5 separate regions of the Mus musculus genome follow, and regions 2, 3, 4 and 5 are each linked to region 1. Evidence: chromatin contacts called from public Hi-C and HiChIP or PLAC-seq data. All regions are on one chromosome and are shown on one strand. Each heading gives the region's core, a stretch centred on a gene start, on an enhancer-like site or on the middle of the called end of the contact. The rest is flanking DNA. Distances are from core to core; before and after follow the strand shown.

The links. Hi-C and Micro-C count contacts between places; a contact is called where the count stands out from the background. HiChIP or PLAC-seq counts read pairs in DNA pulled down with a chosen protein or histone mark.
Region 2: an H3K4me3 HiChIP or PLAC-seq map of embryonic limb bud shows a contact between it and region 1, with 6 times the contacts expected there. The contact joins the promoter of Odf3l2 here to the promoter of Syde1 in region 1. A contact is called at or near these places in 7 of 39 promoter capture datasets (the C10 cell line, cranial neural crest, embryonic stem cells and 3 more), 1 of 484 Hi-C or Micro-C datasets (embryonic stem cells), 8 of 115 datasets of contacts at active chromatin or transcription factors (embryonic limb bud, embryonic stem cells, extraembryonic endoderm stem cells and 3 more) and 1 of 9 other capture datasets (embryonic stem cells).
Region 3: a contact with region 1 is called in a Hi-C map of CD8 T cells, with 5 times the contacts expected there. The contact joins the promoter of 2810425M01Rik here to the promoter of Syde1 in region 1. A contact is called at or near these places in 1 of 484 Hi-C or Micro-C datasets (CD8 T cells) and 1 of 115 datasets of contacts at active chromatin or transcription factors (double positive thymocytes).
Region 4: an H3K4me3 HiChIP or PLAC-seq map of pro-B cells shows a contact between it and region 1, with 7 times the contacts expected there. The contact joins the promoter of C2cd4c here to the promoter of Syde1 in region 1. A contact is called at or near these places in 3 of 39 promoter capture datasets (embryonic stem cells, hippocampal neurons and liver), 6 of 115 datasets of contacts at active chromatin or transcription factors (the NIH/3T3 cell line, astrocytes, embryonic stem cells and 3 more) and 1 of 9 other capture datasets (embryonic stem cells).
Region 5: an H3K4me3 HiChIP or PLAC-seq map of stem cell-derived neural progenitor cells shows a contact between it and region 1, with 5 times the contacts expected there. The contact joins the promoter of Tpgs1 here to the promoter of Syde1 in region 1. A contact is called at or near these places in 13 of 39 promoter capture datasets (the 3T3-L1 cell line, 3T3-L1-derived adipocytes, the C10 cell line and 8 more), 7 of 115 datasets of contacts at active chromatin or transcription factors (the 230-238 cell line, embryonic stem cells, extraembryonic endoderm stem cells and 3 more) and 1 of 9 other capture datasets (embryonic stem cells).

What each region holds. Positions count from the first base shown.
Region 1 is chr10:78,590,665-78,593,549 of GRCm38.p6, reverse strand. It overlaps Syde1 (synapse defective 1, Rho GTPase, homolog 1 (C. elegans)), which reads left to right and starts at 1,586. Exons shown (of 8, transcript NM_027875.1): 1 at 1,586-1,748. The coding sequence starts at 1,661. It overlaps Gm30346 (a long non-coding RNA gene), which reads right to left and starts at 1,509. Exons shown (of 3, transcript XR_380602.2): 1 at 1,070-1,509.
Region 2 is chr10:79,644,086-79,647,082 of GRCm38.p6, reverse strand. Odf3l2 (outer dense fiber of sperm tails 3-like 2) reads left to right here and starts at 1,345. Exons shown (of 4, transcript NM_001033473.2): 1 at 1,345-1,516; 2 at 2,362-2,469. The coding sequence starts at 1,390.
Region 3 is chr10:77,514,595-77,517,532 of GRCm38.p6, reverse strand. 2810425M01Rik (RIKEN cDNA 2810425M01 gene) reads right to left here and starts at 1,635. Exons shown (of 1, transcript NR_163865.1): 1 at 592-1,635. It overlaps Fam207a (family with sequence similarity 207, member A), which reads left to right and starts at 1,720. Exons shown (of 6, transcript NM_133998.3): 1 at 1,720-1,930. The coding sequence starts at 1,793.
Region 4 is chr10:79,612,357-79,615,267 of GRCm38.p6, reverse strand. C2cd4c (C2 calcium-dependent domain containing 4C) reads left to right here and starts at 1,250. Exons shown (of 2, transcript NM_198614.3): 1 at 1,250-1,511; 2 at 1,930-2,911. The coding sequence starts at 1,957.
Region 5 is chr10:79,668,188-79,671,281 of GRCm38.p6, reverse strand. Tpgs1 (tubulin polyglutamylase complex subunit 1) reads right to left here and starts at 1,843. Exons shown (of 2, transcript NM_148934.3): 1 at 1,499-1,843. The coding sequence starts at 1,836. Madcam1 (mucosal vascular addressin cell adhesion molecule 1) reads right to left here. Exons shown (of 5, transcript NM_013591.3): 5 at 2,740-3,045. The coding sequence ends at 2,915.

The DNA of each region.
Region 1 (2,885 bases), core at 337-2,836:
GGGATACTTTACAGAAGTCTTTAACAGAGTTTTACAAGGGATTAAATTGCTAGCTCCATCTGTCTCTAATTGACACAGATAACAAGCATCACTGTTTATCAACTAATTTCTGTAAATGGATACTTTCGACGTTTTTTTGGTAGAAAGTTGCTTCTGCTTCTGCAAGTGTTGCTTTCGTGTGCATTATCTGAGTGAGGGGCCGGGAAGAGTACCTAATCTAAGAGTCCAGGTATGCATTACATTATAGGTTGTAAGAAGTTGATTGCATGGGAAATCCAAAACAAGTAGAGTTGATTGCTACATTGTTCTCTTACTCAATGAGTACATAGGAGGCTAGCAGTCGTGGGTGACTTCCAGGTGTGGTATTATCTCTGGCTGTAAGGTCTAGCAAAAGTTCCAGTCTCTTAGAATGTACTAGATCTTTTCAAACTATTGCAGCACCACAGTTTCTCCTCCCACATGTGCCTGGATAAGCAAAGCTGGGCAGGTCTTCCTTCTACTCATCTGCACTCTTAACTTTTAGACGCCTGCATACCCACCAATTACCACAAAACTACTGAACTGGGAGGAAGCCAAGGACACAGAGGTGTCCACATAGGTGCTTAGTCCACTATCCCAGTGGAGGTCCAGCCTGTGTCTGGCACCAGTTAAGAGACCTGAACTTTAGTTGTGCCACAGTTCATGTGTTGAAAGTTTAGTCCTCTATGTGGCCCTGTTAATAGGCTAGTCATGGTGAAAGGAGCCTATCGGCGGGAGTTGGCCTTCAGAAGACGGTTCTGTGAGACCAAATTAGCAGTTAAAAGTGCTTGTTTCCCAGCCGTTTCTGGGCACCCACACACACACCCCGATCCATGTGCCATACACACAGAAGCACACACATATTCATAATAAAAAGTAAACTTAAGTTGTAAGAATCAGCCCAAACCTAAGATTTTTTTTTCTCTTCCTGTCTTAAGGAGTGCTGCTAGGACATCAACATGAACTCAGTCTACTTTAGAAAGTTGTCCAGCCTCCGGTATTTCAGTACTAAATAAAAAATAATAATACAACCTCCGATTTCACCACTTACTTTCGAGATACACCTATCCTTGCTGTGTTCTCGACTGAGTAGAGATCAGCAGACTGCATCGTCTATATCGCGTCCATGTTCCTGACAGTGAGCATCCCGGCTGTCTGAAACCACTAAGCTTGAGGGTCAATAAGCAGCAATAGTAACTTGAGTTGGGGGCATTTGGGGTTCCCAAGGAAAGATCGTGGTCGAGGTACTGGGTGATGTGGGGATGGATGGACGGACAGGAGGAAAGACATGAGCTGATGTGTGCCTTGGATGCGGTTTGGGGGAGCCGACAGAATGTGCTGCATGCCATCACACAAGGAGGATGGTTATGGGGGGCCCAGCCTATGCCATGACATTCATAGTTGAAGAGTTAGATCAGCCCAGCACCCCATCATGTCCCCTCCCGGCCCCAGGCGACTACATCTCCCAGCATCGCCTGCTCGGGCCGCGGGAAAGGAAAAGAAAAAAAAAAAAAAAAAGTTAAGGCCAAGCATTCCCGGAATGCGCTTCCTGCTGGAGCGGGCCGGTGGGGGGGGGGGGGTAGGCGGGCGGGGCGGGCGGCCGCAGCCCCGGGGCGCGCACTCGGCCGGCCGCGGCCCAAGCATGGCCGAGCCGCTGCTCAGGAAGACCTTCTCCCGCCTGCGGGGTCGTGAGAAACTTCCTCGAAAAAAGTCAGAAGCCAAGGACCGCGGTGAGTGCGGGGACTCTCGGAAAGTAAGAGAAGGGAGCCCCACTCAGCCTCAGATCCCCAGGTCCCCGGTAGGGTACGCAGCGGGACCTAGTGGGTAAGCCGGGAGCGAGCCCTGATGCAAGAGAGGAATATGCACCGGATCTTTGTAAGGCTGGGGGGCTGGGGCGGGGGGCACGGACCGTTATGTGCAGCTGGCCTGAGATGCCAGCCCCAGGGATCCTTGCAAGGCCCCGCAGGGGGGCCTCACCCCTGACAGGAAATGGGGCCTCGAAGGGGCGCCCAGAGAGTGGCGGGGCAGGGGCGGGAGGTGAGGACAGCTGTGTGGCATCGACATGGCTGGGTGGTGGGCACCTCTCCTGGGTACACACTCCTGTACTAAAGAGAGGTCGTGCGGGGTTATATTTATTATTGCAGTCTTTTCCCCAATTCCATGCCACCATCGCTCCAGAGGCTGCAGCCGCACCTACTGTGGCCAGCCCCAAGAAACCGTCCTGTTTATTAAGACAGAGAAACTGAGGCACGTGGTTGTTGGGTGATTTGTCCCGGGCCTGTGAACTGACTTTAAACAATCCTCTGGACTATGCTACTGATGACAGAGACCTGAAACAGAGGGCCAAAGGGTGGAAATAGAAGATCCTTAAATCTGGGGGTCCACAGACAGCAAGAATGAAATGGAAAGGAACGAAAGCTGTATGGGTAGGGGGCTTCGGAAGGAAGCAGTTAAAGGAGGGAGGCCACTATACCAAGGACCTGACTCTTCCTCCCGGGCCGTTCCCAGGGCATCCCAAGGGTCCCAGGGCCAGAGAAGGGATCCGGGTGCCCACACATAAACACACACAGGAAATCGACCATGATGTCAGAGAAAGTAGAGCCAAGATAAGGGGGGCGGGGTAACGGGGCACTGACTGTAGAAATCTGGCTTGGGCTGAGGGGCAAGATCCAAGAGAACTTGTGGGCAGGATTTGGGAAATGGGAAAAGGGTGCTGAATGAAAAAGAAACCAGCGTTCCCTGCCCTGCCTTCCCAGCAGCAGCTACTAGGGCCTTGAGCAGGGCTACAGATCCTATTGTCTAAAGTTGCTTCTCACACTGAGCTCCAAGCTGGAAGGGGGTCGAGAAGAGAATATGATAATACTGAA
Region 2 (2,997 bases), core at 96-2,595, 1.1 Mb before region 1:
TATTGCATGATGGGAGCTGGTGGGCTGAGGGTCCAGGTAACTGAGGAGTGAGCTGTGAGCCACTCCAGCTGGTTGAGTGACTAAGGAATCCTTAACAGTGGGAGGATCTGGAGTTGAAGGGTCGGATGTTGTGTGTGTGTGTGTGTGTGTGTGTGTGTGTGTGTCAGGACCAGCCATTTAATCCCATGTGACCAGGGTGGAGCTGAATAGGGTAAGTCAAGAGGACAAGGACATGCATGTTGGGCTTGTGGGACCCTCTGAGACTCCTGGATCCCAGCTTTAGGGATCCACAGGAGTCAGGGGCTAGAATCCAAAATGGCTGATGTGAAATTTGTTGGAGTGCCCAGGGCTCAGGCCTTTTGGTATGTTTCCGAGGGACTCTGAGAATCTTAATCATGTCAGCATCCGTTGTCTGTGACCAAAGGAGGGAGCTCTTAGTCACCTCCTGAATGCAGTCATAGCACAGGGAAGGCAGAGGCAGGAGGACCAGGAGTCCAACATCAACCTGGGCTACATTGTGAGTCCTTGTCTCAAACAAAACAGAGCACAAAACACCAACCCTCCCCCCTACCCCCCGAGTCACTACATTAAAAAACAAACTGGAAGAAATATCTGAGTTTCATTCTGCCACTCTTCCCAGAGCTCTCTAGTGGGGACACGGTGGTAGCCTTTGGCAAAGGTGAAAACAGGATTTTCCTGGCCTGCTCTGTCCTCAGCCCTGCCTCAGGGCCTTTGCAGAGCTGGTCTCTTACCCTGACATGGTCATCTTTTTCAGGCTGGTTCATACCAGAACAATCTATTAAATTTATTGTTTAGCTTCTTTCCCCACCCCAAGAACACCCGCCCTTTACCAGTCTGTTCCTGTTCTATTCACGCCACTCTGAACAGAATCTGGGATGTATCAGGTGCTCAGTACATGTTTGCTGATGAAGGAAAGCTGGTGCCAATGAGCACCCGACTGAGTTGGGGACATGCCGTCCACAACCCTGGGCTCTGTGGAAATGAGGCTTTGCTCCCCTCATCCATGTTCCTTCAGGTGTCCTGTTTGCAGTCCTGGATCCCTAGGGCCTGCTCTGGCCCCGTGGCCCAGCTCAGCCGACTCCCTGGGGACCTGTTCGGCTGATACTGGAGTCTTTCCTGGACCATCCAGCCACCTGGCTGACACTTGATCTCAGCTCCACTTCCAGGCCAGCGTCCGGCCGACCAGCTTGGCTCTGGCCAGGCCCTGAGATCCTTGCTTAGGGGACAAGGGGCCGTCTGTGTGGTGGGGAGGGTGTGGTGAGGCCAGGCTTCTGCCAACACCAGCTGAGCTGTGAGGATTGGGGACAGTGCCTGGCTTGTGGCACCAGAGTAGCAGGACACAGGAACCCACACGAGGTCCTGTTCACCATGGGGACCCTCAGCTGCGACCCAGAGGCTAGGCTGACCACAGTACCCCTGGCCCGGCGGGTGGCTGATGGACACATTCCGGAGACCGGGCTGAGAAAATCCTGTGGAATTGCCACCTTGGAGAATGGTTTGTGCTGGCCTTGGGGAGGGCTCCTTCTGTCTCCCTACTGGGGCTCCTGGGCTATTTAGTAGAGGCATTATCTGTAGGCAGGCCCATATGTCCCCTGTGGGATCTGCTGGCCCTCTAGGGGGACAGGATGAACACAGTGTAGCAGAACCTGAGGGAGGGAGTTAGAGGAATGGTGCATGTGGGGGACTGCAGAGCCATGGAGTGTGTGAAGGGGCTGAGGCTGGGTGTCGAGGGGTGGCATTTGTACAGGCTGCAGGCTGCAGCCTCAGTTTCCCATCCTACAATGGACAGTGGGGACAGATCTATACCATGTTCCATCTCCCCATCTCTGAGGTGGTGTTTCTCTGTGACTGGCCTCAGTTTCCCCTCTAGAACAATCTCTCTGTCCTGGGCTCACTTTCCCTGTTCACCCACACAACCCGTGATCTCTCTACTCTGACTTCAGTTTCCCTCTCTTGATGGTGTCTATGACTCTGGCCTCAGTTTCTCTAGCTGCAGTGGTCTCTACACTCTGGCCCTGGTTTCCTCTCTTGCGATGGTCTCTCTGCTCTGGCTTGTTTTCCACTCATGGTAGCTTCTCTGTTCCTAGTCTCAGTTTCCCCACCAGGGATGGTTCTTGCTCCCAGCCTCTTTCTATTCTGTGTTAGCCTATCTTCCAGGGCCTCTGTTTTCCAAGTCTCCACACTCGCAATGATTCATGATTAGCTCACAATTCGGGTGTCACCGAGTCCTTCTGGACATTTTCTCTACTCAGACATAGAGGTGGTTAGGGTGCAGGGTGGGACTCTACCTAGCCCCTCTGGGTTTCAAGCACTACCCCTGATCTGGTCTTTGGGTCTCAGGCTCCGGACCTGGCTTGTATGTTCTTCCGTCCACCGTTGGCTATGTCAATCACGATTGTACCAAGGCAGCCAGTCCTGCCTACTCCCTCGCTCGGAGGCCCAGTGAAGGTAAGACCAGCTAAGGGGTACAGGGTACCTCCCCAAGCCTCCAGAGTCTCTCTTAAGTAAGCCTCAGAGTGAGGTGAGCCAGACAGGGCAGGCGGGGCCACATCTGGAAAGCCTTCTCATGCAGTTCAGGCTGACTTTGAACTCCTGATCTTCCTGCCGCCACCCACCCCACCCACATAACACACCCAGTTCTGGGACCACAACATCTGGTCAGATACCTGATGTGTCAACCAGTATTGGGTGGCTAGGGTGCAGGATGGGTAGAACACTTGCCTACAGTGTGTAAAGCTTTGGGCTTGATTTAGAAGAAGAAGAAAGCCATAGTCCTGCTTGGTGTCCAGAACGTATCAGATAAAATGTACAAACACATTTGTTATCCTGAGCATGGGGCGGTCTTTAGTGGCAGGCAGAGGAGCTGGTGAGCATGCCCTGGGGCCTCCCCCTGACCTCTGACCTTCTACAGTGTGTGACATCTAAGCCCCACAGCCAGCCTTGTGTTCTCAGTGATGCTGGCTGAACAGACCAGCC
Region 3 (2,938 bases), core at 386-2,885, 1.1 Mb after region 1:
TGCTGATGCCTGCGGGGTCTGGCAGCTGAGTTTCCAGGGCTGGGCGCGATGATACATTGTCCGCCTCCCCTCACCCCAAACCCCCATCCCGCCTCCCAGTAGCTGTATCAGTGGACCAGCCTGCGGTCACACCTACACTCTAGTTGACTTGGAGCAGGGTCGCGGTCTAGAGCCCGAGGGGGGGGGGGAATTAGCCAGAGACACCTGTACAGTCCTCTCTCTAACTGCAAAACTAGCTGTACAGTCCTCTCTAACTGCAAAACTAGTTTGCCAGGAGCCAGGGAAGCACGGGACACGCGCGCCCTCAGGCGGCAGGAAGAAGAGTTGAGGATTCTAAAAAATTAACTTTGTTGTCGTCGACTTGTGAGTTCCTTGGGGTGCCCTGGAACTGGCCTTAAGCAACTCATCCTCCATGGGGGAACCTGGGGTCCATCGGACAGCCCAGAGCACAGGAACACTGCTGAGGGTTGAGAAGGAGAAAACATTTAGGGGGTGGGGGGGTGGGGTGGGGATCTGTCCTAGGTAAAAGCCAGGCTAGCTTTCAGGGTGGCTCTGGCTGCCAGATCTTCTGGGGAGATGAACCAGGTTGTGAAGAGTTCAATGGACTTTATTCCCAGGTCATCTCAAAACAAGCTTGCGAAAGTAACTTTTATTCGCTTGATGTCCTTGTTGTCTCGGAGGCTTACTGCTGACTACGATCTCCTTTTCTAGCTCTTTCTGAACTCTTACTGGCTGATTCAATTCAGCTGTTCTGGCTCAAACGTCTCTTCAAGTCGCCTGATTCAATCTAGTTTGTCTCAGCTTCACATCTAGTGCACTGCTTGGCCTGCAGCCACTCACTCACTGTTCTAGATTGCTTTCTGTTGCTGTGATAAAAACACTTATCAAAGGCAGCGTGGGGAGGAAGGTGTTCTTTACATCTTACAGGTTGGATCTCATCGTCAGGGAAGGAGCAGGAACCTGGAGGCATCCCCTGATGAGAAACCGCATCGGAAAGATGCTTATTGGCTCTGCTCCCTGGCATGCTCTGCTACTTCAGCCACTGTGGGGCACCGGACTCCGCTTTGGGCTCACCTTCTCCCCACAAATCCCATCTCACTGTGGATCCCTAGCAGAGACGTCCCGGCATCCAGGATGCTCTCTACCCTAGAAGGGAAGAAGGCAGAAGGCCTCTACCCTGGCTGTGCCTGGGCCCAACTTTCTTTTGTGGCTCCAACTATAGCCCACTTTGGTTTTGTATTGTATTTTACAGGTGTCATTTGGGTGAAGAGCTGGAATTACCCTTCGTCCTTGCTTTCCTTAAGCAATACTGCACTGGGTGCACAGGGGCTGTTGGACACGGAGCCGACTGTGCAGGAAGACGGAGGCCGTTCGGTCCATCTGGTACCCATTTAAGTGGAATTGCAAAGTCCCCAACTCCAGGACCTGTTTTAAGGACGAAACGCCAAGCTGCACACATAGAGACCCGCATGAGTAAAACCGACGTGAACCTTTCTCCCTATTCTACCCCAGACGCGCGCGATAGAAACATGGCGTAACGTGCACCCGAGGCTTCAATAGTTTTACTTCCCTGGCTCTTGGCTGCAGCCACATCGCCACACGTCTAACGCGCTAGCGGGAGCGCGCGACGTAAGCACCGCAACTGCGCACGCGCTACGGGAGGCACTTCCGGGGACCGGCCGAACGCCGATCTACGCAGCCGCGGCTCTATTTCCGGCTGTCTGGGAGCACTTCCGGGAGGCTCTTCCACTAGTGAGGCGGCGTTGCTAACAGGCGGAAACCTCCAGGGAAGATGGGGAAAGTGAGGGCGCTGCGGGCTCGTGTGCACCGGGCGGCCGTGAGACCCGACGGGGATTCTGCACCGGGCCCTGTGCCCCGCGCCGTGGAGCCGGCGCTCCCACAATCCCCGGCGGGCGGAGCGGGGGCGAAGGTGAGGTGTGGGGCGCCGGTCGGGCCAGGTCTCTGCCGAGCCGGATCTCCAAAGATCAGGAGCCCTGGATGGTTGGGTGTCGCCTCTTCTGTGTGTGTTCCTGCCACTCTGGTTAGGGTCCTGACCCGGCCCACCTTTAGCCGTCATGCCTTCTCGGTTGGGGTGTGAGGCTCCAGAAGCGCTTCCATCTCTGGGGGAAAATATCCCACTACGCTCTGGAAATGTCGCAGGGCGCTGTCTGTCTGCCTCTGTCTATCTCTGTGTCTCAGTCTCTGGTGTGTGTTTGAGACAGGGTCTCTCTATGTAGCCCTGACTATTCTGGAACTCACGCTGTAGACCAGGCTGGCCTCGAACTCATAAGAGATTGACCTGCCCCTGCCTCCCACATGCTGGGGTTAAAGGCATGGCATGCACTTGTGTCCCTGGCGCTTGCTTGTTGCTTTGGCCTTTGGGATCTTATTTATTTTTATTTTACCTCATCTCATTCTTTCTTTATTCTTTTGAGACAAGGTTTCACCCTAGCCCCCCCCCCCAGCTTGTCACTCTCGTGCCCAGGCTGTAGCCCACTGTGCCCAGCTTTTATTTGTTGTTGTAGCCAAACTGAGAGCTTCTGTTTTCTCCCACACCCACACCCACGGGAGGTGCTGTGCAGTCATTGATTCGTGCAGCCATTGATTCTTATTTTTCCCATTTTTCTTTTAATTTGGTAACTTGGCTCAAATTTAAGCCTTGTGTTGACAGAGATTGTTTTTATGCCCCTTTGGTCAGCCGCGTCTTTGCCTCACTGGAAGGTTATGTGGTTGGTGTTCCTATTTTTGTTCCTCAGAGATGCCCAAGGACCAGTACTTAGAGGATTCCCTCTGCTCACTCCTGGGAGGGCCCATGCATACAGTTGTAAGCAGCAGTCATGCCTTATCTCACAGCTACTCTTGGATCTGCATGTGTTTGCAGGGAGGCTGTGCTCAGGCCCTGTGCTAGTGTGGCTCTACTCCCCAAGACTCTCTGATT
Region 4 (2,911 bases), core at 1-2,500, 1.0 Mb before region 1:
CCTGGGGGCTGTGATCCTGTAGCTAACCTTAGGTTGAGCCTGGCCTTACCCTGCTAGGTCTCTTTTGCCATGGCTGATGGATGGCAGTTTCTTCCATTGCCCTCTAGATTTCCTGTTACAAGATTTTTGTTTGTTTTGTTTTTGTTTGGTTTGAGACAGTCTCACTATGTAACCTTGGCTGTCCTGGAACTTGCTATGTAGACCTGGCTAGACTCACATAGAGATCTGCCTGCCTCTGCTCCCCTCCCCCTCCAAATGCTGGAATTAAAGGTGTGTGTCACCACTCCAGGACTGTTATAGCTTTGTCATGGAGAGCCACACACCTATATTGTCATTCGCCGGTGTGTTGTTCCATGGCTACCTGTTTCATTGGTCACTAGGATAGCCATCAGACTGTTCCCAGCATCTGGGTCATTTGGCCATAGATGGGTACCAGATAAATGTAGGCCCATGGAAGGTGTATTACACCAAGTACCTGATGCTGAGCTGTGGAAACCCAGCCAACAGTGACCAGGCCTTTCTCTGGGTGGGTTGTTCTCCTAGAGTGAAATTGTCACCTCATCTACAAACGCTGAGGATGACTGACTCCCTGCTGGGTGGCCATGGGAACCAGAGATGGAGAAGGTCATGTAGAGGCTGATTGGGACTCAGTTCCCAATTCCAATCATTAGAGTTATTATTATTGGTTGAAGACCAGCTGGCTAGTGAAGGGATCTGTTGTGTTCCCCAGAGCTGAGAGGAGAGGCTGGGACTAGAAGTGGTACAGCTAGACTCAGCTGGATTCAGTGACACAAGCCCCGCCCCTCAGCTCCCCTTCCAGACTCTATGTATTCCATTCAGTCTAGCATCAGGAGGCTTAGATCAGTAGTCTGGGTCTTGCCCAGGACCACAGGCTATACAAGTTGGTATCACCCCTCACCCCTCACAGAACTCTTTCTCTGTACCAGGAGGCAATGCCCCATCCACCCTGTACCAGGCAGGTGGTTCAGTGCTACCAACCCTGCCCCTGGCTGGAACAATGTAGTCCAGACACTCCTGCCAGCTCCGCCCCTTCTTCAGGCTCCACCCTATTTACCAGTAGCTCCGCCTCCCCCCTCCTCAGCTTGAACCAGGAGACTGTCTCCTAGGCCCAGCTCCGCATGCAGACCCGCCCTATTTATATTAGGAGCCCTGCCCCCGATTCCCCGCCAGTTCGGGAGGCCCCGCCCCTCGCGGATTGCGAGGACGCGGGCGCGCGGCCGCAATCGGAGGAATACGGCTTGGTGGGCGGTTTCCCGCGCCGAGAGGAGAGCTGGCCACTGCGCTACCGCCTCGCTCGCAGCTGCGCCGGGCTGTAGCCTAGCTCCGCGTTCCGGAGTCGCCGCAGCCCGTGGGGCAGGTGAGCCCAGCGCGCTCCGCGCTACCCATACCCGGCGCACAGGGAGTCGGGGGCGCGGTCAGTTCGCTGCACCGGGCCCAGGGCTGTCGCCGCCTCCCCCAACGCACAGCGCAGCAGCTGAGTGAAGCCACAGGTGGGTGGCAGCTGGGGGCGGGGCCGGGATGCTCAGGCCTGTGGTTCCCTGGGGGGACCCCGATCCCCTGAGGTGGTGGTGGGTGGGTGCGCAGGATACAGGCCGGGCCCAGCTCGCGTGGGAGACTGACCCTGCTCAGGGCGCCCCAAGTGCTCAGCGTGATCCTACACTACGCTGGCTTCAACCCTAACAGGTGGTGACCCCTGAACCAGGTGTCAAGCCCATGGGGCCCTGGCGGATGACTCCCATGTACAGTACCACCCCCTGACATCCCTGACAGTCAGTTGACAGCTGGGCATAAATGCCAACTTCTTGATAACCCTAAGGTGACCCCTTAACACAAGTCCGACCCTTTGACAGCCCTGACAGGTGACATTTGAGCACAAGTGTCACTTCTGACTCCTATTTCTTTCCTCAGACTCCTGGTCTCTTGCCTGTCGCCCTCATGAGAAAAACCAACATGTGGTTCTTGGAACGACTTCGGGGGTCTGGGGAGAACGGAGCCAGCCGCGGTGAGGCTGGGGACAAGTCTTCCAAGGGTCCCTTGTATAGCAACGTGCTGACTCCGGACAAGATCCCCGACTTCTTCATCCCGCCCAAGCTGCCCTCTGGCCCCACAGAGGCTGAGGGACAGGCGGACCTGGGCCCCTCCACCTCAGAGCAAAACCTGGCTTCACCTGGGCCCCGTCGAGCACCTCGCAGTCCCCGGCTGCCGGCCAAGTTGGCCTCAGAGAGCAGGAGCCTGCTGAAGGCAGCCACACGACATGTGATTCAGATAGAGAGTGCGGAGGACTGGACAGCCGAGGAAGCCACCAACGCTGACCCCCAGGCGCAGGGTGCCATGTCATTGCCCTCTGTGCCCAAGGCTCAGACATCCTATGGCTTTGCCACACTGGCCGAGAGCCCCCACACCAGGCGCAAGGAGTCCCTTTTCCACAGTGAGCACGGGGCCCTGGCCCAGGTCGGATCCCCTGGTGCTGGCCGCCGGCGAGCAGGGGCCAAGGGCAATGGAGGTGATGGGGGATCCCGGGAGGTTGGGGGGGCCCTGATGAGCCCTAGCCGCTACTTCAGTGGCGGGGAAAGTGACACAGGGTCCTCTGCTGAGTCGTCCCCCTTCGGGTCCCCTCTGCTGTCTCGCTCTGTATCGCTGCTCAAGGGCTTCGCCCAGGACAGCCAGGCCAAAGTGAGCCAGCTGAAACAGTCGGTAGGTCGCCATGGCTCCCTGTCTGCGGATGATAGCACACCAGACACCAGCCCAGGTGTCCGTCGCCGCTTGTCCCGCAGGGCTACCCCGGAGCCAGGCCCGGAGTCTGGCCAGGCACCACGTGGAGAGCACACAGTGAAGATGGGCACCAGGGGCAGCGTGAGGCTGCTGGCCGAGTACGAGGCTGCTCAGGCCC
Region 5 (3,094 bases), core at 594-3,093, 1.1 Mb before region 1:
GGTTGGGCTGCCCCTTGTCCACCCCCCCCCCCAAAGAGTACGTCAGAGGCTTGGATGCCCACCTGGGGCTGAGTGGAAAGAGTCTGGTAGCCCTCTCACGTCTGCCTGACCAGAGCATAGGTGGAACTCTGGCGGGACGTGGGTCTTTCCTCCCTCTCTTCCCCAGGGTCCCTTTTTAGTTCCCACAGGTGAGTAATGGCCCCAAGTTTGGGTCCACACAGAACCTCAGAATATGGTAAACACACAGCTTTCAGCTGGTTAAAATGAGGCCTTGCCAGAGGATGGCAGGTAAGGATCCAGTGACTGGCACAGAAACCAGGTAGTGAAGGACACAGAGACCTGGTGACATGATCACAAAGCTTGCCCCAGATCCTCAGGTGAGGCTGACTTCAACTCACAGAAAACACTTCTATTTTAAATCCCTAGGTTCATTGCTCTTCATCCCTGGGAGAATTCCGGATGCCCCCAGTAAGCAGTTTGTTCCTCCCCTGGGCACCTCACGGTGTGGTCTTGTGTGCGTATTCTCTGCTGATACCTTCAGTCTCCCACTCACATACCCCAATGCTGTCCTAGCTGAAGACTGTCCGTCTACATTCTCGCTGGTTTTCTCCCTTTGTGCCTGTACCCCTCCCCTCTAGCCACATGGGCCCGCCATGCTCCACCCTTCCCTTCTTGGCTACCATCTTGGATACTGAGCCCCTTCCCTCTGGTGCAGAGATGTCTGGTCTGCTCAGCTGGAAATGTATGATCTCTGGACTTTCACTTCCCTAGGGAAGGCCTGAGCTACTGTTGCCCAACGTCTTCCTCCTTGCGGCCCCCTCCCCTGCTCTCCTCCCTGAGTCTTCCTCCAAGCACCCTTTGGAAAGCCACTCCCATGCTGAGACCCTCAGGCATTTGGTCACCCCCTGGCTGATGATGCCCTACTGATCAGCTTCCCTCATCCACTATGCAATGAAAAAGCGTCCTTAGTCGTCACCTACACTGGAACTACTCCCACTGCGGAGCTCCCTGCAGGGTTCACGTCAGGCTCTAGACCAGCCTGTGCTCTGCGTGTGCATCTAAGGAACTTCTGTCTGGGGCCTGGGGCCTGAGTACACAGGCTGTCCATCTCCTGGACAAGCACCACACTATTTATACTACCTTGCTGGGCTTCTTGACCTCCCAAAACCCTTGGCTGCGAGGGCAAAATGGACTCGGGTTCAAAAGCAACCTCCTCCAGGCCGTAATCACCTGGAAGCTCATGCAATAGATGGACGATGGATTACAACCCCCAGCACTTCCTACCCGGACCACAATATCCAGTACACCCCGCGCACACTGCAGGCGAAATCGATGCGAGGCGTGCCGAGAACCTTAAACCTGCCTCAAGCCGACCAGACCCGGGAAAAGAGGAAAGACCACTACTCCCGGAAACGCCCCGCGCCGGCGGCGAGTTGCTCCCGCGCGGGGCCTGTCGGGAATTGTAGTTCTGGTACCCCCGTCCGCCATCGGTCCGCACCTCTGCGAGTGGTGAGCCAGGCGAAGGTGCCACAGCGCGCGGCCCAGGCGCTGTTGCTGCAGGAGGAGCTGGCCCGGGGGCTCCCCGGCGCCTCCGTTGGTCGGCGAGCGTAGACCCATGTTCTCGAAGTAGTGCGCCAAGAAGGCGATGGGCTCCTCGGGCCGGATCTCCAGCACCTTTAGGAGGGCTGCGCGCAGCATCTCCGTCACGCCGAGCTGCCGTAGGAAGTCCTCCTCGCTCTCAGCGGCCGCCGCCGCCTGAGACACCGACGTCCGGCCACTGTCCGGGAAATTGGCCGCTGGTGCTACTGCCGGCCGCCGTTTCTCCACTGCCGCCATCTTTGTTGGGGGCAGCGGGACCGGAAGCGCCGCCATAATTCACGGCGCGATGAGGCGCCTTCCCTCGACGACCATTTTTGTTAAGGGCAGAGGCAGCGGCCCCCCTCTCTGAGAATCTCGATAGTAACAAGCGCAAGCGACCTTTTCCCCCTGTGCCCCTGGCTTTCTCTGTGTGCGTTTTCCTGCTACTCCATGACTGCATCTTCTAGCTTCGGTCTGGAATTGTGAGCTTGCCAGACTTCAAAATGGTCCCCCAGGAAGGGCTTGGTTTCTGGCTTGAAGCGCGATACCTTGCCATCTTGGTAGTGGGCAAGTCTTCCTAAGCATGGTCTCCTAGCAACCAGGCACCCTGGGTACCAGATAAACCCCGCAAAGCTCACCAGGAATCTAGGGCTGAAAGCGGAGTTCAAACCGTTTTCTGCGTTTGCTCCCAGACTCGGCCTGGGCTCTCCCGGGTTTTTGGCCTCACTTAGTCTCCTTCCGAGCGTTAAGGTGCCTGAGCGGAGTTGTCACCAGATTCCTTCCTTTCCCAGACTGTTACCATTTCTGACCACCAGAGGGGGGTGCTCTCTTTGCAATTCTGAACTGCTGTGGCTTTCTAGTATCCTCGCATGTCCCTTTTCTGTGTTATCTTTGGCTCTTTATCTACTGACATACTTTTTATTCCCTTGTCTGGCATCCATACCGCTCTTCGTGTTTTCCCAGGTTACCCCCCAAGTACTTTTTCTAAGCCACTGGATATCTCCTTAGTTACTCTTGTTAAATGCAGGCATTTCCCAGCCTAGTATCCTGTTGCTCGACCTACCAAAGAAAACTGGGATGTGTGACTGTCTCCAGGGACTCTGGCTGTAGGGATAGGTGATGTACAAAGCCTTCCTATTCACAGTACGAAAGAATATGCCAGTGGCTAGATACGGGGCTTTTATTTAGCTCTGGGCCAGCAGGCAGAAAAGCCCAGAAGTCAGGAGAAACTTATAGATGTGCTGACCACCAAGGAAAGAGGCCACACTATCATCTTGATGCCCCAAATCCTGCAGCTGGTCACTCTCTGCCTCCTTTAGTCTGGCATAATGGAGCTTCATAGGTGTGTACATGAGCTAGTGTCTGGGCGAGGACCTGGCCGGTAGCATTTCCACAGGCGGTAGGCAAGGAAGACCAGTGCAAGCAGCCCCAGCACCAAGCTGCCAATCCATAGGACGACGGTGGAGGCTGAAAGAGTAGGAAGAGAAAGGCTGCCATCAGTCCCAGTGCCTGTGGG